Linked DNA regions of Mus musculus: regions 1, 2, 3, 4 and 6 are each linked to region 5. The links are chromatin contacts, called in public HiCAR-type, HiChIP or PLAC-seq and promoter capture Hi-C maps. All regions are on one chromosome and are shown on one strand. The core of a region is the stretch at or near the end of the contact, and the rest is flanking DNA. Distances in the headings are between cores, read along the strand shown.

What was found. Promoter capture Hi-C pulls out the DNA fragments that hold promoters and counts their contacts. HiCAR-type assays count read pairs that join an accessible place to other places. HiChIP or PLAC-seq counts read pairs in DNA pulled down with a chosen protein or histone mark. Capture Hi-C pulls out chosen DNA fragments and counts their contacts.
Region 1: a contact with region 5 is called in a promoter capture Hi-C map of adipose tissue, with 2.4 times the contacts expected there. The contact joins the promoter of Gne here to the promoter of Fam214b in region 5. A contact is called at or near these places in 2 of 39 promoter capture datasets (cranial neural crest and liver), 1 of 484 Hi-C or Micro-C datasets (liver) and 1 of 9 other capture datasets (adipose tissue).
Region 2: an H3K4me3 HiChIP or PLAC-seq map of embryonic stem cells shows a contact between it and region 5, with 5 times the contacts expected there. The contact joins the promoter of Ccl27a here to the promoter of Fam214b in region 5. A contact is called at or near these places in 3 of 39 promoter capture datasets (liver, pre-B cells and stem cell-derived epiblast-like cells) and 1 of 115 datasets of contacts at active chromatin or transcription factors (embryonic stem cells).
Region 3: a contact with region 5 is called in a HiCAR-type map of astrocytes, with 4 times the contacts expected there. The contact joins the promoter of Myorg here to the promoter of Fam214b in region 5. A contact is called at or near these places in 2 of 39 promoter capture datasets (embryonic stem cells and liver), 1 of 484 Hi-C or Micro-C datasets (muscle stem cells) and 1 of 115 datasets of contacts at active chromatin or transcription factors (astrocytes).
Region 4: a contact with region 5 is called in a promoter capture Hi-C map of the HPC-7 cell line. The contact joins the promoter of Enho here to the promoter of Fam214b in region 5. A contact is called at or near these places in 4 of 39 promoter capture datasets (the HPC-7 cell line, embryonic stem cells and liver).
Region 6: a contact with region 5 is called in a promoter capture Hi-C map of pre-B cells, with 2.9 times the contacts expected there. The contact joins the promoter of Nudt2 here to the promoter of Fam214b in region 5. A contact is called at or near these places in 4 of 39 promoter capture datasets (the C10 cell line, embryonic stem cells, liver and 1 more), 1 of 115 datasets of contacts at active chromatin or transcription factors (stem cell-derived neural progenitor cells) and 1 of 9 other capture datasets (liver).

Annotation. Positions count from the first base shown.
Region 1 is chr4:44,071,157-44,075,662 of GRCm38.p6, reverse strand. Gne (glucosamine (UDP-N-acetyl)-2-epimerase/N-acetylmannosamine kinase) reads left to right here and starts at 2,946. Exons shown (of 12, transcript NM_001190414.2): 1 at 2,946-3,301.
Region 2 is chr4:41,771,465-41,776,025 of GRCm38.p6, reverse strand. Ccl27a (chemokine (C-C motif) ligand 27A) reads left to right here and starts at 1,850. Exons shown (of 4, transcript NM_001164044.2): 1 at 1,850-1,926; 2 at 2,223-2,290; 3 at 2,502-2,561; 4 at 2,676-2,840. The coding sequence starts at 2,244. The coding sequence ends at 2,832.
Region 3 is chr4:41,500,589-41,505,259 of GRCm38.p6, reverse strand. Myorg (myogenesis regulating glycosidase (putative)) reads left to right here and starts at 2,185. Exons shown (of 2, transcript NM_001085515.2): 1 at 2,185-2,269. It overlaps 1110017D15Rik (RIKEN cDNA 1110017D15 gene), which reads left to right. Exons shown (of 7, transcript NM_001253777.1): 7 at 92-251. The coding sequence ends at 194.
Region 4 is chr4:41,637,889-41,643,032 of GRCm38.p6, reverse strand. It overlaps Enho (energy homeostasis associated), which reads left to right and starts at 2,731. Exons shown (of 2, transcript NM_027147.1): 1 at 2,731-3,119; 2 at 4,032-4,889. The coding sequence starts at 4,191. The coding sequence ends at 4,421. Dnaic1 (dynein, axonemal, intermediate chain 1) reads right to left here. Exons shown (of 20, transcript NM_175138.4): 20 at 4,875-5,144. The coding sequence ends at 5,062. Gm12405 (a long non-coding RNA gene) reads right to left here and starts at 58. Exons shown (of 4, transcript XR_001784269.1): 1 at 1-58.
Region 5 is chr4:43,038,991-43,043,937 of GRCm38.p6, reverse strand. Fam214b (family with sequence similarity 214, member B) reads left to right here and starts at 3,637. Exons shown (of 9, transcript NM_001253353.1): 1 at 3,637-3,972.
Region 6 is chr4:41,463,897-41,468,678 of GRCm38.p6, reverse strand. Nudt2 (nudix (nucleoside diphosphate linked moiety X)-type motif 2) reads right to left here and starts at 3,531. Exons shown (of 3, transcript NM_025539.2): 1 at 3,499-3,531. It overlaps Kif24 (kinesin family member 24), which reads left to right and starts at 3,831. Exons shown (of 13, transcript NM_024241.2): 1 at 3,831-3,969.

The sequences.
Region 1 (4,506 bases), core at 1,697-4,196, 1.0 Mb before region 5:
TGAGAAGTGGTATCTATAGAGAAAATTATCCATTTCTTTCAGATTTTTCAATTTTGTGGAGTAAAGTAATTTTTTAAAGTATGACCTAATGATTCTTTGGATGCCCTTAGTGTCTGTTGTTTTGCCCCCCTTTTTATTTTTGATTTTTATTTTTAGATTTTGTGATAAATAAAAATAAAAATTAAATATTTTATCCTAAACAATTTTAGTATATTTTATTTATGTGTGTTCACATGTGAACATGTGTCACAGTGTTCAGAGAACGACCTTGGGAATCAGTCTTTTCACAACCATGTGGGGCCTAGGGATCAGATCAGGTTTGGTTGCAAGTGCCTTTACTTACCTGCTTAGCCACCTTGCCTGTCAAATACTGGGTGTGTGTGTGTGTGTGTGTGTGTGTGTGTGTGGTCTGTGTGCATGTGAGGTGTGTGTGGCTTGTGTGTATATGTGTGCTACTTCGTTTTGTCTTTTTCATGAGACAAGGTCTCTCTATATAAACCCAGACTAACTTCAAACATGACACTCAGCCTGCCTCAGCCTCTCAAGGCTCAGCTAAACATTGTTCTTGAAGTTAGTTTGTCTTAACTTTCTTTCCACACTGCCTATGTAATGATGTAGCATGTAACTTTAAAAGCCAGATACCTTTCTTGACCATCTTCCATGACTCTATACCCCTCATGGCAGGCTGAATAAATGGCTTTTTGAAATATCCATACCCCTTCTTTTGGAGACAGATTGTGCAGATGTGATCAAGTATTTTGTGCCCGGAAGATTATCCTGTGCTACTAGTTAGGCACAAATTTAATATTCTAAGGGTCTCTGTAGGTAAAAGGAAGGCAGGAGAGGCACAGCCAGGAAGTCTTGCTGTGAGAATATTCACAAGCCAAGGAGTGTCGTCAGTCTCCACGAGGAAAGGGTGAGGAAATGACTTCTCTCCTTCAGCCTCCAAAGAGCAGATACCCTGCTACTGCCTGTATGTTGGTTCCCCCAAATTCTGGGCTCACCCCAACCTCTGGAAGCGTAAGATATGGAAGATAAAAGAGTACTAGCACTTTGTTATCAGTGCTAGGAAGCTATAAATATAGCCATTCTTTATTTCTAACTCATAACCCGTCAATAATAAGTCTCATGAGTTTTACATCCAGATGAATTGCATATCTATTTCAGTGGAATTTTCACTGGAACCAACTCTTGACTCTCAACAAATCCATTCAAATCCATTCTCTACCCAACAGCTCAGATGGTATTTAGAAAAAAAAAGTATGATGTGAAATGTGTTGGAAATTGACGTGTTATCAGAGCATTCATGAATGGTGACCTGGTCAACTTACAAATCGATGGTTGCTGATCTCAGACAGAAAGGTAGACAATGTCACCTCAGTGTACAAAACCACTCATTGTCTGTCCTTTCATGATGGGATGACCCTTGCAGGATCCAACATGGCTACACTAATACCATGCAAACCAGAGCTTCATCCTTGACTGAGATAGACCACAAGCTGTAAAAGTCTGATGGGGTCCACATTTAGCTTATAGCAAGAACCCCCAATGGAAGCTGAGGCAGGAGGACTGACGTGGCTTGAGACCAGTCTGGGCTACACAGTCAATCCCGTGCCAGTTTCAGCTAGGTACAGTGTAAGATCCTGTCTCAAAAAAAAAAAAAAAAAAACAACCTAAAAAAGTAGATCTGAAAGTTTCACTTGTGACTTTTTGTTGTTGTTTGAGACACAGGTGCAGCTGTGCTGTTCAGAATACTGTCTAGCTTCTCATTCTCTTGCACCTAGCTGTGGGAAATGTCACCCATGTCAGGAGGTTCACCACGATCTCTAACTTCAGCTCCAGGGTATCTGTTACCCTCTTCTGGACTTTGACATGTGCACTCTAATGTGTACACATCCTCTGCCCCACCCCCCTACCCCATATACATGATAAAAATAAGCTAAAATAAAATCTTAAAAACAAAACAAAACCAACCTTCATCAGGAGCTAGCAGCACAGGCCGCTCCCCACCTTCCTGGGTCTTGGATCTGCAATTAGTCTAGCAGATATTCTTGAGATGTCTGTGTACCTCAATCTATCAGACTATTGAAACTATGGCCTCAAAAAACCCTGAAATTTTCCCCAAGAATCTCATACTCAGAGAAGGAAAAGACCGAATGCTGGTGCTGAAAAGAGACTTCACACGGGACTGACAATTTGTGACTGCCACTTTGCTGGGGAAGTTAGAGTCCAGACAGTGACAGGTGGGCTACAGCTTGCCCTGGACCTCTTAGATGTGCACATCTCGAACTCTATATATTTTAACCTAAAATCTGAGGTCCCAAAATGGATCCAGGGGATATGTCTTTGGATATCTTTGTCCCTCTTCCCAACATGGCCACATTGAATTAACCTCCGTTTTTTTGCTTTTTTTTTTTTTTTTTACTAGTAACTCTGTTCTCATTAACTTATGGAGAACAGGTGACAGAATTTGGCTTCAAGGGGAAAAACTGTGAGGCCCAAATTTGGTAATAGAATTGCCTAGATCCCTGGAGTGACAGATAACTCAGAGCTGACTAGCATGTGTATTGTCACGCTGCACTCAGCCAGAGCCTCGTGGCAGGGGTGGCAAAGCTTAAATTCCAGGGTGCACTCTAGGACTACCGACACTGAGTTGCCTTGGAGTTTGGTCCACGAGATGGCACTCAGCTTGGGTGCAAAGCTAAAACAACCATCTCGTGGGAGAACTCGGGCTTAACTGTGGGCTCTGCCAGAGGAGAGAACACCCTCAGGCGAGAATAAGGGTCAGCAAACCGAGTGGATGCCACTACCAGAGGCGACACGACAGCGGAAGGTGCGCCACACGACTGACCAACAGAAATACGCCAAGGAGGGGCTGGGACCCGGTGCAGGCGGAGCCGGAGCGATCGACCGTTCGGCGCTCCGCGGGAGCCGGGGTGTGCGTTGCGAATGCAGGAGCAATGGCTGGGGCTGGGTCGAGCGCCGAGTCGTCGAGCGGCGCCGGGTAGCGGAAGCCACCGGGTGCGCTTGCCGGGGCCTGCCCTGTGGACCCGCTGGACGCGAGCCTGCCAAGTGCCGAGGTGGCGCCGGAGGGAACTAACCCGGCGGAGGCCACGAGTCAGTCGGTGACTCACGAGCATCGTGCCAGGCTCCGGCACCTCTGCTGCAGCTGTGGGCCTCGCGCTGGGCGTCCGGGTTCTACGCAGCAGGGCGCCTCTCCCGCCCGGTGCGTTGCTCCGGCGTGGGATCCCGGAGCTGTCAGACTCAGCGTGCGGGTGAATGGGGACCGGGGCTTGCAGAGGTAGGCCTGGCCAGGGTCCAGCCCATCCGTGCACGCAGCAGGCGGCACGGCCCTGGGTCCCTGGGCAGAGACGTGAGATAGCTGCGGGGGCCCAGCACTGCCTAGGTGGGGAGAGGGTTTGCACCGAGGGACTTCTTGGAGGCTTGCCCAACTCTGACTGTCTGGACACTCGGTGTCCTTGGAAATTTGATAGACGTTTATATCCGTCCTTGAACAGGCTTGTAAAATTGTTAGAGGAAAGAATAGATCGGCTTTGCACCTCGATAGGAGGGGTGTGGCGGCGGGGAATGGTTTCACAGTAAAGATAATGGTTTAGCCCGACTGTAGGGGCTCTGGAAGGAACATCAAACTGAATTATTATAGCTGGGCAGCAGGGTTCTGAGAACTCTGTACAGCCCTTCCCTTTTTATTGCGGTGAGTTCCATCCGCTCTGAGTGAAAGAAAGGAGTGTCTCAAGTTCTCCGGAAAGGTTTGCACCCGTGGATGTTTGTGGAATATACACACAAGGTAGAGGGTGTGTGCGGCAGTGACCTGCGTGTAGGAAGGTCATCTAGACTTGGCTTTGAATTGAAGTTCTATCAGTCATTAACTAACTGTGATTTAGATCAAGTGGATTTTTTTTTCTACACCTCAGTGTCCCTGTCTGTATAGTAGAGAAAATGAGGATGGAATAACGTGTCTAACGCCGTGTTAGCCCACTGCTGGAGGAAGCACTTAGCAAACGTTTACTTTACTGTTGTTTCTCTGCTGGTGACTGCTTGCACAAGTGTGCTTATACTTTCTCGTGGTTGGGACATTCACTTATCCTTTTGCAGCATTTATAAAAGCACAATTGAGTTGAATGTAGTTTGTGAGCATTGCCATTTCTCGGAGCCAGGGAGATTGCTGCTGCTGCTGCTGCTGCTGCTGCTGGTGTAACGCTTCAAACTTGACTTGAGTTTGGGTGCTCCAAACCCAGTAAAACCGGTCCTATAATTCGAGCAGCTGTAATAACAGCAATCCGGAAGCCTTGGGTTTTTTTGTTTTTTGTTTTTGTTTTGTTTTGTTTGTTTTTGTTTTTGTTTTTAGAGAGCCTGTCTCCAACAAGGTGAAAGAAACGTAGGGGAGAGCTGGTGAGGTTGTTCTGTGTGTGAGACAGGCATAGAATTGATAGATGACTCAAAGGCAGAGAAAGTGAAGTAAAAAGCTCTATTGAAGCAAGCTGA
Region 2 (4,561 bases), core at 601-3,100, 1.3 Mb after region 5:
AGTAGGCCTAGCATCCCACAGTAGGCCCAGTGTCCCACAGTAGGCCCAGTGTCTCACAGGAGGCCTGACATCCCACAGTAGGCCCAGTGTCCCACAGTAGACCCAGTGTCCCACAGAAGGCCTGGCATCTCACAGTAGGCCTAGAATCCCACAGTAGGCCTGGCATCTCACAGTAGGCCCAGTGTCCCACAGTAGGCCTGGCATCCACAGTGGGCCTAGTGTCCCATAGTAGGCTACCTAAGCGACTCCCACTCTGAGCTTTCTGGAGTCTTCTTCTCCACGTGCCCTTGGATTATGGATTCTCACTCACCCTCTCACTTGTTCCCAAGCACAGCCACAGGACATGCTAGCAAGGAGTTATCTTGAGACAAGCAGACCAGAACCAGGAAAGCCTCCCATGCTATGGCACGGCAGATCCCATCACCTCAGTATAAAATTCAGAGTGGCTTCCCTTCTTGGACCTCTCAACTGCCATGGAATCTGAGAAGTGACTTCCTCTACCCTTGCCCCGCCCCTGTGATTGTGCCCCCAGAATATGAGGGGCAGTATCTTCCCTCCTCCTCCAACCCTCACAGATCTCAGAACCATAGGTCTCTTTTCTGTTGCTGTCATAAAACACTGACAGAGTGACTTAAGGGAGAAAGGGGTCTACTTTTACCTCACAGCTCACAGCAGTCTGTCACAGCAGGAACGTGAAGGCAGAGGGATGTTGCTCTTCACCCTGACTCCCAACCTTGAGAATGGCAATTTTTAAAGAAAATATATTTTATTTTTAATTATGAGGGGGTACATGCACATGAGGGTTAGTGCCCTTGGCAGCCAGAGGCGTCAGCTCCTCCTGGAGCTAGAGTTACAGGTGGTTGTGAGCAACCAATGTGGGTGCTGGGAACCAAATTCTGGCCCTCTACAAGAAGCTAAGCCATCTTTCCCACCATACCTCTTACTCAAACTCCTGACTGCTGTGGTTGTCAGAACTGAAACCAAGCAAGAATTAATGCTGCTACTAAGAAGTCTAAAAGGGAGCTGGAGAGATGGCTCAGCGGTTAAGAGCATTGACTGCTCTTCCAGAGGTCCTGAGTTCAATCCCCAGCAACCACATGGTGGTTCACAACCATTTGTAATGGGATCTGATGCCCTTTTCTGGTGTGTCAGCTACAATGTACTCATATACAAAAAAAAAAAAAAAAAAAAAAAAAAGTTTAAAAGGGACCCTCCCCCTCAAACCAGGAAGACAATGGGGAATCCACCCGATGAATAATCTTGTTAACCAGCTTACTGCATTCATTTCTGACAGCTCCACCCCAAAGTTAGCCTCAGGCTTCATAGGTTTAAGAGGTGTCTTCACAATTGTTCCACTCTAGATGTCCGTACATGGTGTGAAAAAAAAATTAGATGATTTGGCCAAGGCCACTGAGCTAAGACATTTCCATACCTTAGCCTGCTCTAGGCTGTGTTCTCGCTGCTGGCCTATTCCTTCTGGTCTGAGGTCATTCAAGAACTGGGCAAGGAAGAAAAACAATTGGCAAGGTAAAAGCCAGGCAAGTGGGGGCACTGGGGAGAGAGGCACAGTGAAGATGATTCCCAAAGCACTTTTACTGCTGTCTCCAATCAAGGTCACAGTCTACCAACCTGCCTAACTCTAAAATCTGGCTCCATCCCAGAAAAGAGGGTCCTGCGTGTCTGGCATCTTAATAAACACAGACTATGCCCCTTAAGCAACAAAAATACAGTGCCACTTTTTAACGTTACATTTTGATCCCACCTCCTCTGACGAAAACCTGGTTCCTCCCCTTCCGGGTGATACGCAAGCCCCACCCATAGAATGCGAAGGTATCCCTGTGATGTAATTGTTAACGGTCCGTTTCCGGGGCGGAGCCAGGGAGGGCGGGGAGTTTAGGCTGTGCCGACCCCTGAGCCCCCCTTCAGGTGACTCCAGCCCCTCAAAATCTCCATCCAGGGCCTAAATGTCCCAGCTCCCCTGCCGCTAGACCTCCCTCTTTGGTGACTCCAAGTTCGGGTCCCTAGATAACCCTCCTCCTAACGCTTTAACTTCTAGTGATTTCCATAGCATCCATCCCATCCTGTCCCGATGTGACAATTGGCTTCCGGGGGTGGGGGCCACCTGCCTCAGTGTACCTGAGGACTATTCAGACTCGTCCTGGAAATGATGGCGAAGGGGACTTGCGACTGGGAATAAGTGTTCCTATCATGCTGTTCCACAGGAACCGTTCGGAGCCCCGGACATGTCGCGATTGAGGAGATACGAGGTGGCGCTGGAAGCGGAGGAGGAGTGAGTGGAGGCGGGAGAAGCGGAGGAGGGATGTGAGGCCGGGGGTGGGGGGAAGGTGAACGTCCCGGGGCGGGCAGAGCGGGCCCTCGAGGGGCGTGGGCTGCTGCTGTCCAGCCCTTGGGGGCGGGGCTTTCTGGAGGGCTCGGTTCCAGAGGTGAGGTCTGTGGGTCAGCCCCGCCCCTCCCGGTCCGGCTCTGCCTTGTCTTTGCAGGATCTACTGGGGCTGCTTCTACTTTTTTCCTTGGCTGCGAATGTGGCGCAGGGAGCGGAGGTGAGGGGGCTGCGATCTCGTGGGGGCATGAACGAGGTTCAGTGTCGGTGGACGGATGTGGGGGAGTCCAGGCGCCCCTGCCCCGCCTCATGTCATTGTCGGGTCGCCCTACAGCTCGGCGCACCCCCGGGAGCAGAAGCTGGAGCCTCTGCGGGGCCTAATGAGCTGTTTGTCGAGCGGCCTGAGGCCTGCTCCCCAGCGCTCGGGTCGTGGTCTCCTCTGTCGCACCCCCACCGCTGCTGCACAGACAGCCGGTGCATTAAAGATTTAAAGTCACGCCCACTGCCTCCCTGACTTTAGCGCCGCAGCCGCCTTTGGTGCTGGGAATCCCACTCCACACCTGCTGTTTGTTAACCCACAGGGCATCCCTCCCTGGTAGGAAGCCTTTGCATGTGTAGGACTCCATTGCTCCTAAGGGTCAGGCTTGTAATTACTATCAGTGACTGGCTCTCTGCCACGCCCTCCCCAAAAGCACCCACACTGAGAGTAGGCCACATCTTTCCCCCACTTATCAGTGTTCCCACAACTTCAGCTGTTACCACCTAACTCTAGCCATAACTTTGCCAGATGTCTGGAGAATCCTCTTTTCCTGGGAGTGGATATAAAACATTTTAGCCAAAGTTGAGGAGTCTGCTGTCAGTGAGAGGAAGGACCAGTTTCTAGAAGCTGTCTCCAGCAGTGTACCCCAGGAGAGTGACAAGGGTTGAGGGTCCAAGGTCCTTTCTATAGTTAAAACCCCAAACTGGCTCCCCCAATCTGATCCCAATTTTTTGTTTTTGTATTTAATTTTTTAAGTGTGTGTGTGTTTGTAATGTGTGTGTGTGCCCACCACAATGCATGTGCATGCAGAGATCAGAGGATATGACCCTTTGTGAGGGTTTTTTCATCCATATGGCTTCCCGGGATGGAATTCAGGGTTTCAGGCTTGGCACCATGGCCATCCTGCCAGCCCCATCACCGTTTTAAAAAGTCCTTGGTATCAGCAAGAACTAGCAGTTTGCTAAGAATCCTGCTACCCTAACCCCATGATTACTTTGTCCACCGAAATCACTCTGGAACCCGTTAACCCTTACAGTGGGTGAGAGTCAGACTGTCCTCATAGTGTCCACCACATAGACACACTGACTCCCATTCCAGAACAGGCACCTGAGGATTATGCTATGGAGACAGCCTGGATCCTGGCTGAGCTCAAAGCTGACTTTTAGCCTGGCACTGCCTCTGTCATAGCACACTGTGCTGGAAAAGAGGACTTGGCCTCCATATCTTTGGAGAAGCCAAAATTAGGAGAGAAGGAAGCCAGGAAAATGTTTCTGCCTTCCAAAGATCTCTGGATTGACAAACCCAGGGGAGCTCACATGGCAAGCAGTGTAGACAGGATGGTGGAGTGGGGTGAGCGGGGCAGGCGAGGTGAATTTCCTTAGAATTTCTTTTTTGGTGAAACACCCAAGCCCTGGGACAAAGATCTAGACCGGGCGTAAGAGAGAAGCTTCGGGTACCAAAACTTGAGGATGCATGGCCTCTGGCTCGTGGGTGACCTTCAAGTGTGCAAACTTTTAGCCATTCCCTCACAATTTCTGCATCGAAGACACCTTCAAATGCTTTGACTAGCCCTGGGTCCACATCTTCCCAGACTGTCATAAGACCTCTGAGAAAATGTCCAAAAGGTGCCTATGAGTCTTAACCCTGGTCAGGAGGAAGCAAGGCCTTTTCAGTTTAGCCAAAGAAACTGCTCGGAGGCAGTGGAAGTCCTATCCCAAGATCTCTACTCCAGAGGATGGCTGGCCTCAGAGCAGGAAATTCAGTCTCCAGATAAGGGATGGATTCTTGGTGTTATGACTCGGTTTATATTTTAAATCCAGAGCAGAACTTGAGAATTGAAATCCCCAGATTAGGAGCCTAGGCCATTAGCCCAATAAACACACCCCTACTCTAGGCCGTTTACAACTTTCCAGAAAGCATTGACTCAAAATGAATAGGAATTTTGCATACAGATCCAGGTA
Region 3 (4,671 bases), core at 936-3,435, 1.5 Mb after region 5:
GCAGAACTTGAGGTCAGTGATCGGTCAGTGTCAGAGATAAAACGCTGAGATAAGGTTAACGAAAACTGGAGTGACTCATCTCTCCTTGCAGATGGGACACAAGTCACTTCAAGAAGACTGGTGGTTCCCAGAGAAACAACTATGTAGTCCATCCTGAGTTTGTGTCTGAGACCTGTCCTGTCTACCCTTCCTAGTAAAGCTTTGACCAGGCCAAGGGAGGAAGTGGCTCAATAAACTCTTCACCACAAAGACTGCTTGCTGTGTCCTTACTTGGAAAGATCTGTATGAGATAAGGAAACCCACCCCCAACCATTTCAGACACGCCCGAGTGACCCACCTCCTGATAGATATATCAGCAATCCAGCTGGCGTCCTCTCCATCACCACAGAGATGAGTTCCCCTAACCATCCAGATCTTTCTACTTGAAGACCCTTTAGCTGTCATTATACCCACAAACATAGATTCCTCTCACATCTCAGATCCCAGATCTCCATTACAGCCTCCCAAATGCTCCCTGTGCTCAGAAATGTTTGCTGCCCTCCCCCTTCCAAGTCTAAGAGCTACCAAACATCATTTTGGAAGAATTCATGATCAAGAAACTTCACATTGTAACAGAAAGTTCTGCTCTGTCCTGCAAGGGAGGGGGTGGGGTTAGGAGGGGGGGGCGGTTATTCTAGAATCTCTAGGGGGTTAGTGTTTTCCCATTTTCTTGCACCACTGCTCCCTCTAGGGGAAAGAACATGGCATGGCACAATCATTTCTAACTAAAGGTTGTCACTAATAGAAGGAGCTACACGTTATATTAGGGTATAGTGGGCATTGCAAAATACCGAGCAGAAACTGGGGTACTGCTAGTCTGGTCCTGAGTGCTGAGAACTGACAGTTCGGAACATAGGCTCTTTGGGTCTACAGGATCCCTCCAAGGCGTTCTTGACTGGGGTATTGACAGTGGGAAATGGGAGCACAGGTCATCCCAGAGTTTTTAAAGCCATTTTTACACTTTATCCATAACACGTGGAGATGAGAGGCCAACTTGAGGGAGTCTACCCTCTCCTTCCCAGCCTGGGGGTTCCAGAAATCCAACTTGGGTCAGTGAGCTTGCTTTATCTGCTTTCTATTTTCCAACCCTGTGCCAGTTCTTAAAAGAATACAGCTCCCCAGACCTTGAGGGAACAGATTCCTGAAGACTCCTGTCTTAGTCACTGTTCTATGGCATGGTGAAGAGACGCCATGACCATGGCAATTCTTTTTTTTTTTTTTTTTTTTGTTTTTTTTTGTTTTTTTTTTTTTTTTTTTTGGTTTTTTGAGACAGGGTTTCTCTGTATAGCCCTGGCTGTCCTGGAACCCACTCTGTAGACCAGGCTAGCCTTGAACTCAGAAATCCGCCTGCCTCTGCCTCCCGAGTGCTGGGATTAAAGGCGTGCGCCATCACGCCCGGCCATGACCATGGCAATTCTTATAAAATAATTTAATTGGGGTTTTACTTACAGTTCCAGAGGTTAGTCTGTGATCATAGCAGAGCATAGCAGCAGGAAGGTATGGTGGAGAAGCAGTTGAGAGTCCTCCCTTCTGATCTATAGGCAGAGGACTCTGAGCCTGGAATAGGCTTTTAAAAAGTCAAAACTCACCCCCAGTGACATACTTCCTCCAACAAGGTCACACTTACTCGAACAAGACCATGACTCCTAATCCTTGTAATCCTTTCAAAGAGTGTCATGCCCAGGCCCTAAGCATTCAAATATATGAGTCTGTGGGAGCCATTCGTATTCAAACCATCACAGATACGTCTTCCCCCCTTGCCTTGCTGTGCTCTTATACACATAGCAATCCTAGCATGGCGTTGCAAGAACCCTAACATTCAGCAAGAACCCCAACAATCAGCCACTCCTTCCTTCGGAACTACATCTCCCATAAGGCCTGGGGATGAGCCAGGCTAGCAATGGTCTGGCAAGGGCGGCGCCTGAGGCGGGAGGTGGAATCAAGCTAGAGGCGGGCCCAAAGGGCAGATCTGGGGCGGTGAGAAGAAAGTCTGTGCAAGGCACGCAGAGTGGGGGAGGGGCTGAGCGCCAGGGGTGGGGCTGGAGTCCCAGGCCTGAAACCACATTGGACGGCTGGGAGTGGCCTAGTAGCCGGAGGGCGGGGCGCAGGAGGGGCTCCACGGTGCCCAGCCAGGCAGCAACCCGCAGGGCTGTGGCTGATCAACTCCTGCTAGCGTAGAAAGATCAGCCGGAGGACCCTTCTCCCTTTCTTCCGTGTGGCGGTCACTGAGGTAGGTGAACCTAGTGGGAAGCCTTTGGGTCCCAGTGAGGGTGGTGAGTTTTCTAAGGAGCACACAGTTCCTGAACTTGCTCTAGTTGGTGGAGCGTCCCTGGACACCTGAACCCCTCCTCAGGCCAGAGCTTCCCAGCGGGCTACGGGCTCCTTGCCCTTCCCTCTGCCCCTTTGGATCGTGTGGGGTGTGGGGCCACCGGTGGGTGTGAAGTATTCCAGGCTGTGTTAGTGCAGTTACTTGATCCTTGTGGATCCCGTCCCTGAGCAGGGGAGGGAGATGGGCAGGATCGAATTGCCTTTGACATTTCCACTCCCCTCCCAACTGTGTCCGACAAAGGCCTCTGCCTCAAGTGGCTCAGTTATGCTGAGCTGGGCCCGCCCTTAAACTGTAGGCTTGGGACTTGCAGCCAAGACTGAGGTTGAGTGTGTAGCGAACAAGAGTTTTCTTAGGCTGAGCCACTCAGCAAACCCCACCTGCTAGCCTTAGCCTGTGTTGGCCAGCTGGCAGACTCGACAGATTATAGGGGTCTAGAACGCCACTAAGACTGGAGCCACAGAGTTCCTCCCCTCGGCTACAATAGCAGATGCCATTAAATTGCCCCTTTCACACCCCTAAAACCGTCCTGATCTGCCCGAGGCAAGCTGGATCTGCCGCAGCTTTTGAAAAGACAGACCTCACCCGTCCACACCCATTCTCATGGTGGAAGGTGGAGGCAGGAGGTTTGGATCCCAGTGGGTGGCTTCTGACGAGCTGTGTTTTCCCATCTATAAAATGGACAACAGCTCGCAGTGTTGCTGGTATTGGACGCTATGGGGTCATTTGGAAGAACATGGTGAGGCCCAACCAGGTGGGTGTTTAAATCTGTGGGCGCCAGTCCTTCATCGAAACCCTAATGGGTTCTGCCTGAGTTTTGAAAGGGCTTTGGAGGATATCATGGTGAGCTTCTCAGGCTCCCGGGGGTCATAAGATAAGACCAATTTAATATGTAAGCATTGGGGCTTAGGGAGTCTTTCCTATTCAGACTCAAACCCTCTCCTCTTAACCCCTTGATGCCCAGGATGTAGCCTTGCTTATGTTGAATGAACATAAGTGTACAGTAAGCCAATTTGGGGCCCCTGTAGTCTTCTTTGGGTTCCACTCAGCTTTGAGAGTATCAGTAAAAGACACTGCTACCCAAAGGAGGAGAGGGGATCTCTAACTTGTGTTAGAGATCAGAGCGGAAGTAGAGGCTGTTCCAGACTGTGCTTGGGTAGTGACCTGAGAGATTAGAGAGCTCTAGGGGGTGCGGGGTTTGGGGGAGAGGATAAGGCAGGGAAAAGAATGGGACTGAATCGTGTCTTCTAGAACCAAAACGCTCATCTGCACCTGACATTCTTTTTCCAATTGTTTATTTTACTGTATGTGCATTAGTGTTTTGTCTGCATATATGTCTACATGAGGGTTGTCAGATTCCCCTGCAGCTGGAGTTACAATTGTGAGCTGCCATGTGGGTGCTGGGAGTTGAACTTGGGTCCATCTGGAAGAACAGCCAGTGCTCTCAACCACTGAGCCATGTCTCCAGCCCCCTTGACATTCTCCTTTGAAGATTTATTTATTTTTATTTTATGTGTATGAGTATTTGCCTGTGTGTATGTGCACTCTGTGTGTGTGTGTGTGTGTGGTGCCTGCAGAAGCCAGAAAACAGCATTGGATCCCCTGAGACTGGAGTTACAGTTTGTGAGAAGCCATGTGGTGCTGGGATTCGAACCCCGGATCCTCTGGAAATTAAGTGCTCTTAACTGTTGAGCCATCTCTCCAGCTCCTGCACTTGGCATTCTTGACAGATTCAGCATGGGAAAGAAGGAAGAGTTCACAAAGAGCCTGAGCAGTTTATCACCTTGGAAGTTACTGGAGACAGACAGACAGACACTGGCATCTGGGAAGCGACTACTTACCATCTGCCAGTCTCTGTCTCTCCTTACCCCAGCTGGGGAGTTGGGCAACCACCGGAATGGCAGTGTCTCCCTGTGTGTGCACCTGGCAGCGCTGTTTCTTTGTTGGACTCTGCCCTGAGGGTTGAGACAGAAAGAGTTTGTGGCCTTCTCAGCAGGTTGAGACAAATCTGCCCCTGAGTCTGAGTTTTCCTGCAGACATATTTCAATGTTTAGCGTACCTTGTGTGGTCTTGTATATGGGTGGTGGGCATCTGTTGTCTGAAGAGCTGGTAGGCAGAGAGAAGGTTATCGGGCAGAATGACTGTCTCCCAAAGCAGGAGACTTGAGGATTTATGAGGGAGGGAATGAGCTTGGTAGTCTCGGGATAGGCCTGGAAGCTCAGAAAAGTAGCTGAGCTCAGATGTGGTGGCGTATGCATGAAATCCCAGCTATCTAGAGATTAGGGCAGGAGGACCACAAAATCAGA
Region 4 (5,144 bases), core at 1,482-3,981, 1.4 Mb after region 5:
TCCTGACTTGTGGCAAGGTAGCACTTCAAGACAGGAAGAGAGGAAAGCCAGCTTGCTTCTGCCAGACAAGAAAAAACAGAAGAAGAGATTTAAGCCCTCCAGCCCCTTCCAGCAGCACCCCCCCACAGTGGCCCAACACTCCCCACTGGGCCCTGCTTCTTGAAGTTCCTACCACCTCTTAACAATGCCAAACTGGGGACCCAGCCCTTTGGGACACATTCTAGATCTAAACTCTAGCAGTTTGTGAGGCTTTGTCTGGCAGACAACGGGCAGATAATATTGACTACTCGCCATTCTGCTGCTCCTGCGCTGGGCTTCTGGAAGTCCTGCATCCCACTCCATGGTGTTCTCATGTGGGTCCTGCTAACCGTTTGGCTCCCGTGGCTCGAGCACTTGTTGAGTCGTCCAAAGTTAAACACATCTGAGTACTTTCTGAGAGGAATCTCAGACTGTATCCTAAAAGAAGTGGCAGCGACAGCAGGGGCCGCTCCACCAGTCTGTCCATGACCACCTGGAGTCTAGGTCCTAGACAATAAGATTTTAATGTCTGGAATTGTTTGAAGTCTTCTTTTCACCATGTGGACCAGGCGAAGATTGTGGACCATATGAGAGTGGGGCGACCAGGGCGTGTGGCAGCTCTAATGTTTCGGCCAGTTCTGACTCCTTAAGAGAGCTCACCTACTTTTCCGACTTAACTCTCACCCTGTTGCAAAAACTAATCGGAACCGGACCTCATTCCTGAACCTTGGAGCTGCTTGTCCGTGTCTGCTAAACAGCTCTACTAAAGCATTCTACCTCAAATTTGACATCTCCAAACATTACGGCCTTAGTTCTTTGCTGAAACTTATGTTTAAATTATATTTGTCTAGTGGGGACAGCTGTGTGCTACAGGGTGTAGCGTGGAGGACAGGGAACAGCTTGGTGGAGTTGTGTCTTGCCTTCCTTCCACCATCATGATTCCAGGGATTGAACTCAGGTCATCAGACGTGGTGACAAGTGGTTATCATGGTTGAAGCATCTCAGCATCCCCTCTTCTGGGCTCTTTATCACGGGGCATTGCCTCACAGTGCTGCAGCTGGTAACCAGTTACCCCAGAATGTCCTCTTCTTACTTGCCCTGCCTTCTGAGTTCTGCCTACTGATGTACCTCAATACCCCAGTGTGTTTCTGCTCTGTCAAGGATGTATTTTTACTCCCTCATCATTGTGAAAGGTAGGAGTATCTTTCACTCTCAAATGCTTTTAAAACTCCTTTCCACCCAATGGCCCAAATCATCCTTCTAATTTCTGGCTATGATCACATCACTCCGATGATGCTCAAAATTCTTCAGTGACTCCCCACTGTTTCCAGGATGAAATCTGAACCCCTGCGGCTAGGTCACAAATTCACTGGCATTATACTCAGATGTGCGACCATATGTCTCTCTCTTTCCTATAACTGATCTGATCCCTCTCACAATACCCCCACCCTGCTGGGTAACAGGGGGGAACTAAAATTAATCCATCCTGACAAACTCCACGGGGTCCGTAGTTTATTTTAGACAGCCTCTAACACAGCAGCTTCAGATGATTCAGCCCTTGAGATGGCTTTACACTCCCCTTTCTCCTTTTCTTGGAAGGAGGAGCCCTGCCCCTTAGCCACCTGGTCTTGGCTTGTCAGCTGACATTTGCTGAGATGTGGTTGGTATGGTATAAATGAATTAGTGAGAACCTAAGAAGTAGCTATTACTATGACAGTTTTATTGAGAAGAAAGCTTCGTTTAAGAGAGTTAGAAAGTGGAACCAGGAACCAACACCACTGTGACTCCAGTATGCATTTTGCTGTGAGTATAGTATTCTGAGGGAAGTTAAGGCTGGATGTGGGGCCATGGGTCTCTGACTGTCCATGGACAATATGTGATAGAAGCCACACACAAGTACACTTAAGAATCACTAAAGGGCCAGAAATGTAGCTCCTTGCATGTGTGAGCCCTGCTACTTAAGGGTCTGAGAGGGGAAGGCCTACTTGACTGCTCCTGTCCAAGCTACCTTGGTCTCAGAACTGTTAGGATGGAGAGTCAGGCCATCCATGCCGTCTGGATCTAGTTCAGCCAGAGCTGGGCCATTCTTCAGGTGTCTCAAGTTCCCTCCAGCAAGCCATGCACAACCCTGTGACCAACACTGGGTGAGAAATCAGTAAAACGCAACAAAGGTCATGAATTCCCAGAGATCACACTGTTATTAGGACTAGGGGCAATCTACAGGCGCTGTAAAGTGGACATGAGGTACTCTACACTCTACTGGGAGAGGGATATGTAGAAAGATGATAGGTGAGGAGGGTCAGGTGTGGAGGCACATGGACTTTCTCAGATAATAGAAACAGACTTCTCTCAGATATGGAGGGGTGGACGCTTCACATGTGGGGGTGCATTCCAGGTGTGGAAGATGCAAGAAATCCCTGCAAAAAGGTGGGCTGACCCTTCACCTTTTCAAGGGATGGATCAAAACAAAGTGGCCCCTATATACCCCTCCTCTCACCCTTCCCAAGCCCCTCCCTCCTTCTCTCCTGCACCAGGATGGTCGTGTCCCACCCCAGAGCACAACCAATGGCGCGGGAACTTGGCCCGGACAGCCAATTGAACGGCGGCAGCGGCACAGAGATGGCTCCTCCCCCAAAGGGCCGCAGGCCGCTGGCCACTCACGAGGCGGGGCTCTCCGCTGTTTTTTGCTGCCCGCCGAGCTCAGCCGAGCTCAGCCGACTCCCTCCCGCCGTAGCCGAGCCCAGCCGAACGCAGCCGAGCCCAGCCGAACTCCTCGACGCTCCTGCCGCCGCCGCCCGAGTGCTGCCGAGCGAGAGAGCGAGCGAGCGAGCGAGCTAGCGGCCCCGGCCGCGGAGGAGGCGCCGCCCCAGGGGGAGGAGGTGCCCGCTCTCCGCAGACCGCCCGCGGCAGAGGCCGGCCCGGTCGCGCCCCGGCGGGAGCGGCCGGCGGAGGCTGCGCGGCCCAGGGGGAGGGCCCGGGGAGTGGACGTCGCCCCTGCCCGCCTCTCGCCGCCCCCCGCCCGCAGGCTCTGGAGCCTCAGTCGGCGCTGAGCATCCCGTTGTCCCGGACCCTCTCGCGGGCGCGCACCGGGCTCAACTCAGGTAAGGGGGGCTCCCCTACGGGCAGAGGGTCGAAAAACAGAGATCTTGGACGAGTATAAAGAGGCAGTGACCCACACAGAGACAGAGAGACACACAGCTTGGAGGAGAGATAGACACAAAGGCAGAGACACATGCAAGACGCACAGAACCACCGATACCGACCCCATGGAGACCTGTCCCCGAGGGCAAAGGGACATGCAGTCGTGAAAAGAGACAGTGATACACAGAGAGACTGGTAGAGAAATGAGACTCAAGACACTCAGAGATAGGGACACAGAGAGACAGGCAGCCACACACCTTCAAAGAGGTGTGTTTGCAGAGGCAAGGATGCAGATCCAGCGAGAGACAGAGGGACAGGAAGATGTACGTTCAGACACACACCTGATCCAGAGAGGCAAAGTCCCAGGGAAAGGTACACCTAGGCACACAGCCTTGGGTATACAGAACCCACACGTTCCTGCCAGAGCCTCCACAAAGTTCCCTCTGTGTGAGCTGGCACCTCTGCAGGTCTCCTGGACTGGCTGACTGCAGCCCTCAGAAAGGAGAGGATGCCCTAGCCACTACAATCATGGTCATAATCTTCCTCCTGGGCCTTAAGCCACCTCAGTCCCGCCCACCAACAGCACATCTGAAGGGCTAGAAGCATGGTGGGCAGGGCTAGGCTGTACCCACCAGTTCCGAGGAGAATGAGAAAGAGGCTGCCTGCCTACTATAGCTTCCCCACTCTGGCTGCACCACAGCACCCAGGGGCTCAGAGCCAGGCCTGAGGGCGGAGGTGCTGGCTTTGTGGGGTACCTGAGACTGCTGGGACTCACTGCTCTCTGCCTGAGGCCAAAGATGGAAGCTGTCCCCCTAGGCTTCAGCCCACTTCTTCCTCCTCACCTCCGTCTACTTTCCTCTGTACTTCCTCAGGCCCAGGACTGCAGGTGGGCATCTTCCCTGCCAAGAAGTCGCTGTGTGTGGACAGGACAGCCACCTTGGATGGTTGGCCACCCCAGAGTTGTGCCTCGGCATGGGCCTTGCCGCTGAGGCAGCTCCACTGTCTGCGCTGGCCTGAGGGTGCTGTCTGTCATGGGGGCAGCCATCTCCCAAGGGGCTCTCATCGCCATCGTCTGCAATGGCCTCGTAGGCTTCTTGCTGCTACTGCTCTGGGTCATTCTCTGCTGGGCCTGCCATTCTCGATCTGCTGACGTCGATTCTCTCTCGGAATCCAGTCCCAACTCCAGCCCTGGCCCCTGTCCTGAGAAGGCGCCACCACCCCAGAAGCCCAGCCATGAAGGCAGCTACCTGCTGCAGCCCTGAAGGGCTCTGGCCTAGCCTGGAGTCCTGGACCTGAGTATACCTGAGTCAGAGCGTGGAATCGGATCCAAGAAGTCAGTCGGCCTGGGGTCCAGTCGATTTGACACTGGACCCAGCAGCCTAGATTGTAGCCAGCCTGGCTCCAAGAGAGGCCTGAGTGGCCCTAGAGAGAAAGGCCTGGAGGGGGGGTTAGGAGTTGGTGCTAGGGCCAGGGCCATCTGGACTCTGCTCCATCCCAAGGGCCAAGGGCTGAGTCCATGCCTTCCCTAGGCTCAGCACATCTGGGCTCCCTAGGTTGGGGAGCAAACGGGAACCCCATGGCAATAATGGGAGGGTGTCCAGGCTGGGCCCCTTCTCTGGTCCTCCCACTGTTTGTTGGGTAATAAATGGAACTATGGCTTGCCCCGAGATTTCTTTTTTTAGGGGCTGTGTGGTAGAACAGAAAACAAATAAAGGTAGGAGGTGAGTGTCCAGCTGGCCTTTATTTGTGCAAAGAGGGTATAATGGAGGCTGAGGGCCATGGAGAAAGGTGGCATGCCCTTAAGAGCCAGAATGAGAAAAGCAAATACTGGGATTGGTCAGGGTGAGGCACGTCCTTGCTTGTATTGGGTTCAGAACACGGAGCAGGGTCTGGGCCAGACTCTCAGGTTTTGGTTTTTACTTCCCTCACGAGGTTTAGCAGTTTGTCCAATTTTGCGATCTCCACAGCTGGCCCCTTCTGCACTT
Region 5 (4,947 bases), core at 2,388-4,887:
TTGCTTAAGCCCATCCCCTGTGATGAACAAAAATGCACAGCAGCCAGTAGGATTATAAAGCCAGAGCAATAGATGCCCTCCATGGTCATTGTTTAAAGGAATCATTGTTTGTTTATTTTACATTTGAGACAGGTTTTTGGTTGTTTTTTTTTTTTTTTTTTTTTTTTTTTTTTTTAGTAGCCCAGGCTGGCCTCAAACTCACTATGTAACAGATGAGGACTTTGAACGCCTGATCTTTCTGAGTTCATCTCCCAGATGTTGGGATTATACATGTGCACCACCAAAACCAGCGTGTGTGGTAAAAAACAAACAAACAAACAAACAACCACAGCTGGTCCCTAAAGCTGCACAGTGAAAGCACAGGAGGTAAGGTCCACATTTCACTAGTGCTGCTCATTATCTGACCCTCTGTTCACTACATTTTATTGAGTACCTTTTATATGCCAGCCTCAGAGAATGTTAGTACAAAGAGCAGAGTTGCTGTTCTTATGGAGCGTCTAATAAGAGAAGAGGAAGAAGAGGAGAAAGAGGAGGAGGAAGAGGAAGACAAGGAGGAGGAGGAAACTATGTGTATGTTTGTGAAAAAAGAAGTCCCTAGGTGGTGGTACATGCCTATGATCACAACCGTCAGGAGACTGAGTCGGGTAAATCTGAGTTCGAGGCCAGCCTGGTCTGCAGAGTGAGTCCCAGGACAGCCAGGGCTACACAGAGAAACCCTGTCTTGGAAAACAAAGACAAAAACTGAAGTAAGCTGGTGGTAGCTGCTATGTATTTAAAAGGGACGTAGGCAGTAAGGGACATGGTTCTGTGTGTAAAAACACCTGCCAGCCTGATCTGATTTTAATCCTTGACCCCATTGTGACCCCATACTGACCCCATAGTGAAAGGAGAGAAACAGATTCTCCAAGTTGTCTTCTCACCTGCCCTCACACATCCATACACGATAATGAAGAAGAAGAAGAAGAAGAAGAAGAAGAAGAAGAAGAAGAAGAAGAAGAAGAAGAAGAAGAAGAAGAAGAAGAAGAAGAATCTTGTTTCTTTTTTAAAGAGAGGGCCTTACTATGTATGTAGCCTTGGCTAGCCTGGAGCTCCATATGTAGATCATGCTGGCCTCAAACTCACAGAGATCAGCCTGCCTTTGCCTCCTTTGTGCTAAGATTAAAGGCATATGCAATTATTCTCAGCAGTAATATTTTTCTTTGGTTTTGATTTGAGACAGTGCTTCTCTGTGTAGCCCCGGATGTCTCTGGGATGGCATTTAAAGGCATGAGCCATCACTAGGCCTGGTTTTAAAGGTTTTTTTTTTTAAAAAAACAAAACAAAACAAAACAAAACAAAACAAAAACGTAATTCAGCATTCGGGAAGTGAGAACAGAAAGATCAAGATTCCAGGATCAGTGGGGGCAGTGGTGGCGCACGCCTTAAATCCCAGCACTCGGGAGGCAGAGGCAGGCAGATTTCTGAGTTCAAGGCCAGCCTGTTCTACAGAGTGAGTTCCAGGACAGCCAGGGCTACTCAGAGAAACCCTGTCTCAAAAAACCAAAAAAAAAAAAAAAAAAAAAAAAAAACCAAAAAGGTCCAGGATCATCCCCATCCTCTGATGTATAGTGTGTTTGAGGCCGAAACTACATGAGATCTTGTCTTTAAAAAAAAAATTTTTTTTAAGTCAGGCTCTGTCCAGTAGCACACACCAGTAATCTCAGCATTGCAGAGATAGAGGCAAGAGATAGCTGAAATTGCTCAGTCTGAGTGACTAGAAACTCTGTCTCAAAGAAACAAAGCAAAAACAACAAAACCTCCCAGTAACCTGTAATCCTAACACTTTGGAGGCAAGGCAGGATGATTATGAGTTCAAGGGCAGCCTAGGTTATATAGCAAGACCTTGGCTTTAAAAGAAGAACAAAAAATGCAAGATAAGAGTTTAGAGCAACTAGGTATGACGCCATGCATGAGTGACCTGTGTTCCTTTCCCCAGGGCATACTGAGGCCTGGAACTTTTTTTTTTTTTTTCTTATCCTGACTCCTTTAGTATTCCCCCTCTGATCTTTGTAGAAAACTAAAGCTTGAAATTATAGTTAGAACAAATGAGGGCTGCCAAGAATTTTCCTAAGATGTGAGCTTTGCTAAGACAAATAGATTCTCATATTGATTCTTCACTTGTGTTTAGGGCTTTGAGACTTTTTAAAATCCTGCTGGGCAGTGGTGGCGCACGCCTTAAATCCCAGCACTTGGGAGGCAGAGGCAGGCGGATTTCTGAGTTCGAGGCCAGCCTGGTCTACAGAGTGAGTTCCAGGACAGCCAGGGCTACTCAGAGAAACCCTGTCTCGAAAACCAAAAAAATTCTGCTCCTTCGTAGCAGGGAATTCAATCTTAGGGAGCTGGGGTCTTTTTTAGGGAGTTCCTCCTACTCAGTAGAGGTAAGGAGAAAGCATACTAGAGGTCTGTTGTGTACTTGTATTAATTGTAAAACCCAGAGAGGAAGTAGGGGGGGCCCTCTTTTTACAGTCCAGTAATAAACTAATGGTCCTGGGGACTCATAGCATAGGCAAAGCATTGGCTTCTACTTCCTTTGGTTCTGCTGTTTGTTCCCTGTTTCTGTGACCGACAGGGAGAAAAGGCCTGAGTTGGTGACAACCTGTCTGACTTGCTGATAAGTTCAGAAGACAAAGTAGACAAGGCTATCCATTTTCTCAGGTTATCTCGAGAGCACTCCCTGTAAAAAGTGTCTGTGAATGCCCAGTCCTCGCAAAAATTCCGTCCTGGTTATTTACAGAGCTAAGGACAAAGGTTAGGGATGCTGACTATAATGCTGCTTAATTTGGCTGGCTCTGGGCTGGGCCCGGGGCCCTGTGACTCAGGGGGAGCTTGGTGAGTTTCGAGGGAGCTGTGAGTCATGAAGACGAACTTGGTCTCCATCTGACTTTGGGCAGAAGGCCTTCTAACTCACTTCTTAGGATGCTCTGTTTCCTCGGAGCAGAGGCCTGTCAGCAAAGAGTGCTCCAAAGCCTGGTCTCGGAAGGGTTTTGAGAGTCCCTGAAATGTCAGCCTCCTGGGGTCTCTAACAAAGACAAAAAGGGGGTGGGAGAGGATGCCATCTTTCAGTATGGATAGAAATAAGGTACGACTGTAGTAGGTCTTTTTTTCCTGCTCTTGTAGAAAGCTTACTCGATAGCAACCCTTTTACCTGGAGCTGTTTCGGGATGTGGGGGCGAATGGGCTTGGGGATATGTAGGGTTGGGTTTGGTGTGACTTGGAGATTGTTGAGATTTATCTGTGAACACACTGGAGCTTCATATTAATTTACTTCAGAACAGGAAGTGTGGAGGAGAAAGGTTTGTTGAGCCCTGAGAGAATGAAGTCTGAATGGGGTTAAATGACAGGGCAGAGAATTGCTTAGGACTTGGACAGAAAAAGGGTTAAGGAGGTGGGCGGAGCGACATTGGGTAGGCCTGCCCTTATGTGGACCAATAGGCGTGCGCTCCTTGAAGAGGGCGTGACTCACGCTTGAGGTTGCTGAGAGGCTGGCCTCCACTGGGCCAATGAACATAGTTGTTGCCCATAGAGGGTGTGGTCTGAGGGGGGCGTGGCAGCCGTGGTCGCAGTGCTGGGGGTGGCTGGGCGCTGGGCGGGGCGGGCGGCCCCATCAGCTGGTAGGAAATGGCCTGTGAGTCAGAGGGGCAGCTGAGTCTGCGGCGCGGAGCCGGGGCGGCCCCGGGGAGGGACCGTCGCAGGGAGGGGTGCAACAGCAGCTAGAGGGGCTGCGGACGCCAGAGCCCGCTAGTGTTGCACACGAAGCTGATCAGGGAAGGGCCAAGCAGAGCAAGGCTCTCAGCCTAAGCCACCCTTTGTCTGGGTTGGGGGCCCGTAGTAGGGGGGACTGGTTATCCGAGGGGAGGGACCGGGACGGGGACGGGACCGGGACGGAAGGGCCCGGAGCAGCGGCCACCGCGGCGGAGCCAATTTGGGAGCGGGGTGAGTGTGTACTAGGTGGAAGGATCAGATCTCCAAAACCTCTGCAGGGTATGGGGCCTGTCCCAGACTGTGAAGAAGGGATGAGAACCGACCTGGGAGGCTAAGCAGGGGGTGGGAGGAATCGTCCAGAACAAGGAGTCCAGGAGTCAAGGTGAGTCTCCCCGTCTGAGTTTGGAGGGGTTTCTGAGGTCTGCTCCCTCTCTATTAAAGGTGAAGGGCTCTAGGCCAGAGTGAGAGCGAGTGTGAAAGCAGAGATTAACCTTTCTACTCAGAACAGTGGTCTTGGGAACAGTCACCCTAGCGTGTGTAGACTTGTGTGAGGACAAAATGTACAGCAGTGAGCAGCAGGACTCTGCCCAGGATAAGAGTGGAAAACACATGGGTAGGAATTCTTACCCTAACCTTCCTTAGGGTAAAAATGGGTGTCTTGAGAGTGAAGGGAAGGATAGAATGAGCCTAGGTGTTCTTCTTGTACCACAACCTCTCCCACCTCCCAGGTCTAACAAGTATCTGAGGGTACAGACCTCATGGTATTCTGGGACTTGTTGTTTTTGCTGGCCTTGCTCTCGGCATGTTGGGAGCTGTAGTCCTTGGCAGCCACAGTCTGGCACAGCTGTTTAATGCCAGCTGCTGCCCATCCCCAGCATGGAGGGCGAGGTTTGGCTTATACTGGCTTGTCCCTTCTCCCGGCAGTCCTACCCCATGAGTCAGCTTGAAGCTGGGTGGCAGAGGAGTGAGTCTTCGAGCGTCTCTGGGCAGGGAGGGAACTAATAGGACTCTGGATTAATGAGCAGATGCCAGCATGCTGGGGTCAAGTAGGGCATCATGTCATCACCTGGCTTCCTCGAGGCAAGGGCTCAGGAGGGCAACTGAGATGACCTGGAAATTGGGGTGCTCAGGAAAACGCCCTTCTTGAACTTTAAAGCTTGGGTGGAGACTAGGAGGGGAAGAAAGGAGAACAGGTCATACTCTCAC
Region 6 (4,782 bases), core at 2,282-4,781, 1.6 Mb after region 5:
GCCAAGCAGACGTTACAAAGTATTTCGCTCATCTTAAGGGGTACATGAGACAGGCAGTAAAGGAGGCTCTTTAGGGTAAGGGCACCGCATAAGGATGTGCGCGCCCGCCCGCGTGCACGTGTGTGGTCTTCACCTGGGTGCCAGGTTCACTCAGTTCCACATACTTGCTCAGCATATACGTTATGTCTAGACTGAGCCATGCCTGGAGCTCCACTATAAAGATTCTGAAGGATAGCTGAATTCATATGAAGGTGAGGCAAGGAGGCCTTCTAGACCAAGGGAGGGATGCGCAAAGTGCTCACACAAAACAGCATTCCATTGGTGAGCAGCTTACTTTATATTGCTTTTTATTTTAGACAGGGTCTCACTATGTAGCCCTTGCTGAACCAGAACTCTGTGCAAATCAGGCTGGCTTCAAACCCAGTGATTTATCTGCCTCTGGAGTGCTGGGATTAAAGGCATGCCACCATGCCTGGCTTAATTCATACCCGGTAGACAATAAGGACTACTGGTTTTAGGTGGAGTGTATTTTGGTCAGACTGACATTTTACAAACTCATTTCGGCAGTAAGTAAAGTGGAGAAGAAACTGGAAGAAAAGACCGCAGGCAAAAAGACATGTTACAAGCTTATTTCCATCTTTTTAAAAAACATGCATTGGTATGAGGAGTCGGGTCTCCTGGAACTGGAGTTACAGACAGTTGTGAGCTGCTGGAAGAGGGGTCTGGTTTGGGTAACTGGGTAGAAAAGGAAGAAGTTACCTATTTCTTTTTGAACTGAGTTGAATTTGAAGTGCTATAGACTACCTACAAGGCAAATGAAAACTGGGTCTTGAGTTTAGTGATATCTCATTCTTCGTTTCCTAAATCCAGTATTTTCTATTAGAAAAAGAATTGCTTTGATCATAGATATTCCAACAACCCATGTGTTAAGGAGTTTTATGTCAACTTGACACAAGCTAGGCTCCCTGGAGAGGAGGGGTGTCCTGACCAACAGGACCTAGTTATTCGTGGGTACGAGGGGAACCACAAACCTGCAAGAGAAATGGGCAGGAAAAAGGAGAGAGACCAAGGAGGATTCCTGTCAAGGTCTGTTTAATGAAGGCTAGGAGCCTGATTATAAGCACACAGTGAGAGAAAATAGGGAGGGGTCGAGGGGGAATTAACAAAGAACAAAGACATCTGGGGACATGAAGGCTGAATTCTGACTGTAGGCAAGAGGCACCCTGAGTCTTATCTCAGGAATGTAGAATCCTCCTTAACAGCCCGGGGTGTCAAGCTGGGCTCAGCACATAACTCAGGTCCTTAGAAGTCTTCGGAGTCAGGAAGAGATAAGGAAGAGGAGACTATAATTCAAATTTCTAGGGTCTAGGTGCCAGGAAGGGATAGGGAGGAGGAGGTGACCGGCTCCTAACACAAGGCCATTTGACTTATTAGGGTGGGAAACTGCGAAAGGCTTACTTTCTCACGGTATGGTCTCCAACAGAGGGGGCCTCAAGTTTAGAAAATGCTTCTATGAGACTGGGCTGTAGGCAAACCTATAGGGCATTTTCTTAGTGATTGATGTGGATGGCCCACTGTGGGTGGGGCCATCCCTGCACTCAGGGTCCTGGGCTCTATAAGAAAGCAGGCAGAGCAGCCACAAGGAGCAAGCCAGTAAGCAGCACGCCTTCACAGTCCCTGCATCAGCTCCTGTCTCCAGATTCCTTCTGACAACGAACAGTGATAAGGATGAGTAAGCCAAACAAACCCTTTCTTCCTCAAGTTGCTCTGGGTCAGTTTCCTCACAGATGTTGTAACCCTGACTAAGACGAGCCACTTTCCCTGAATTTGGGTGCATTTACCTGTCTAATCACCCCCTTTCCTATCTGGTATTCCAAATATTTTCACCCTCTTTCAGTTCAAAACAGTACAAGATAGAAAAGTATACCTGACACTGCTGTGAAAGAAACTTAGCCACTCAGGTCAGGTTGTTACCTGAAAGACAGGTCCTCATTTGTAAAGTGACTCTAACGTGTATTTCTCATTGTTGAGAGTTTAAAGTATGTGTAGACAGACATGAATACATGCCAGTCACTCTTATCTTGTATTATAATAGGCCACCTGAATGCTTCTCTGTATTATACTGGCAGTCAACTCTTTCTAATAGTTGAATCAAGAATTTCCCCACCTCTGTGTCATAGTCCTGTCTCTCCTGGAACTCAGAGATCCTCCAGCCTCTGTTAGGAATAAAGACATGCACTATCATTTTTATATTTTTCAGGAAACAGCTGATAAACAGTGTTCACACTAAGTATTAGTAATTTTTAAAGATCAACAAGATTAATTCCCTTTAATATATTGTCAATTTTCTCTTTTGAATACTGTATTTCCTTATTAGTAAGAATTACATTTATTCTTTAACTGATTAGTGATTTACTTTTGTTTATGTCTTGTGTGTCTGCCAGTTGTGTGTGGTATGTGGGTGCCTGAAGAGTCCAGAAGAGGGCCATGGATGCCCTGGAGCAGGAGTTGGGAGGCTACTGTGAGCCACTTGGCATGGATGCTGGGAAATGAACTCAAATTTCTCTGGAAGAGAGGTTAAGGGCTCTTAACCACTGAACCATCTCTCCAGGCCCCCGAATCGCTCATTTTTGAGCTAAAAACGAGCACTCCATTAAAGTACATATGAAGCTGCACACATGCTGGCTACTGGATTTGTTCCTACTATGCTGGTGGTTCCTTTTTGACCTGAGAGGCTAGGCCTGGCCAAGCATTTTTTCCCAATAGTCTTTGCAACCCGTTGAAGCATTACTATTATTTTTCACAAAAGGAAAAAAAAAATAAAACTATGGTTCAGAAATATTTTTGAGTAGTTAATCAAATGCAGACACGTCCAATTTCTAACATCATTAAGCTTAATTGCCACTGGACATTAGAACATTTCTGCATTGGCAACTTGACTCTTCTCGATTTAAGCTGTTTCGCCTTTTTTTCTTAAGACGGGAATCTTGTGACTTTCTATCTCTGGGGGCTAAAGAGCACCTGTCACTCTTCCAAAAGATTGGGGTTCGGTTCCCCGGAACCTATACCAGGTGGCCCACACAACGTTTAACTCCAGCTCCTGGGATCCGACGCCTTCTGGATTCTGAGAGCATCTGCACGCACGTGGCGCGCATAGACAGACACAGACACACACACACACACACACAAGTAATAATTTTTACCAAACGTAAGATCTTTTGGAATGCAGGCAGGGTTTAATCGATAACTACAAAGCAAGCCTAGGGAGAAGATATGATTGGCCCGCTAAGTCCCAAAGGTGAATCTCTCTGCCTCTGGGATTCTTCCGACCCACGCCCTCACCACTGAACCTAGTCCTCTCTGGTGCACAGAGATAAACCGAGGTCCCGCGAGTGGATGGGGCCTGGCCTACACGCGCCTCACTGCCAGCTCCGTCCCCGCAGCAACAGGTCAGGAGCCCGCGACACTCCCCACGCCCCCCAGCCCCACAGCACTCACCCGTAGCCCAGAGGCAGGAGGCGGTCCTCGAACGGAGACGTAGCGCGCCAGCCAATCAGAAGAGCCCGGCTGCACTTCAGACGAGCCACAGAATTGGGCATCAGGCGCTTCCACCCGCCCCTGAGGCGTGGTTTTTTGGCTGGGACCGTCGCGAGATCTGCCTCAAGCTGAACCATTGGTGGAGAATGAACCGCCCCCTTCCCCTTCTGATTTCTGATTGGCCTTTTAGAGGAGAGGTGACAGGCTCTGTGAATGACCATTGGTCGGTGCTGCGGGACCGCGGGCGGGCGGGCGTCGGCGCGCGCGTTCGAACTGGCGCTTGTGGCGTTGCCATGGGGATGTGGCCTGGCGGACACCTAAGGCGGGTTGACCGGACGCTCTGCTAGCCCGGCCTTAGGGCTTTCTCCTCACCGCACTATTTCTTCGGTCCTCCCTGAAAACTGACTGAGGAGGAGCCGGGATTGCCCTGAGGTGAGAAACGGTGGCTTTAGCTTGAGCCCAGGCTCTGCGCCTGCGCGGGAGCGGGTGCTCCTGTCTGCGAGCGGCGCGAGCCGAGACCGGTATTTGCGGGGTAACTAGAACTTGGCTTCTCGGGTTCTTCGAGGGTTCTCGCGCTCTCTCACGTTTCATCTCCCTGTCTACCGCCTCTTCAGCAATTACCTCGACCACCACCAGCTTTGAGGCTTTTCTGAGTACCCCAAAGGCCTCTTGCCTTTGAGACACGCTCTTCAGAGCGCTTCGATTGGACTTTCGGTTGTTTTGTGAACTTCCGCAAACCTCATTCTCCTTTTTTCTCATATAATTTTGACCTCTGAGATAAGACAAGCCTTTCCACAGCGTCTTACGCATATTAGTTTTTTGTTTGTTTGTTTTGTTTTTTTAAGGAAATATTTGTTCAGTTGGCTTTCACTCACTACAAATAGATTCAGTTATCTTTCTGCCTTGTCCCATTCAAAGTCGATTTGGGGGCAGGTGGAAGAGAGAGGACACCCTAATCTCATATACAAGAGACAGAAAATTCAGCGTTGGCGTTCCCACGTTGGGGGCAGGAAGACCTGCTCAGTGTGGGTGGCAACATTCCCAAGGCAGGGAATTCTGAGCAGTAATAGAGTGGAGAAAGCAAGCTGACCGCTAGCATACATACATTACTTCATTATTTACTGCTTTTCTTTTTTTAAGTTTTTGTTTGTGTGGCTTTTGTTTGTTGGTTGGTTTTGAGACAAAGTTCTCAATCAGAGAGACGTGCTCTCTCCACATTGTAGTCTGGCCTACAAGTACCTCTTC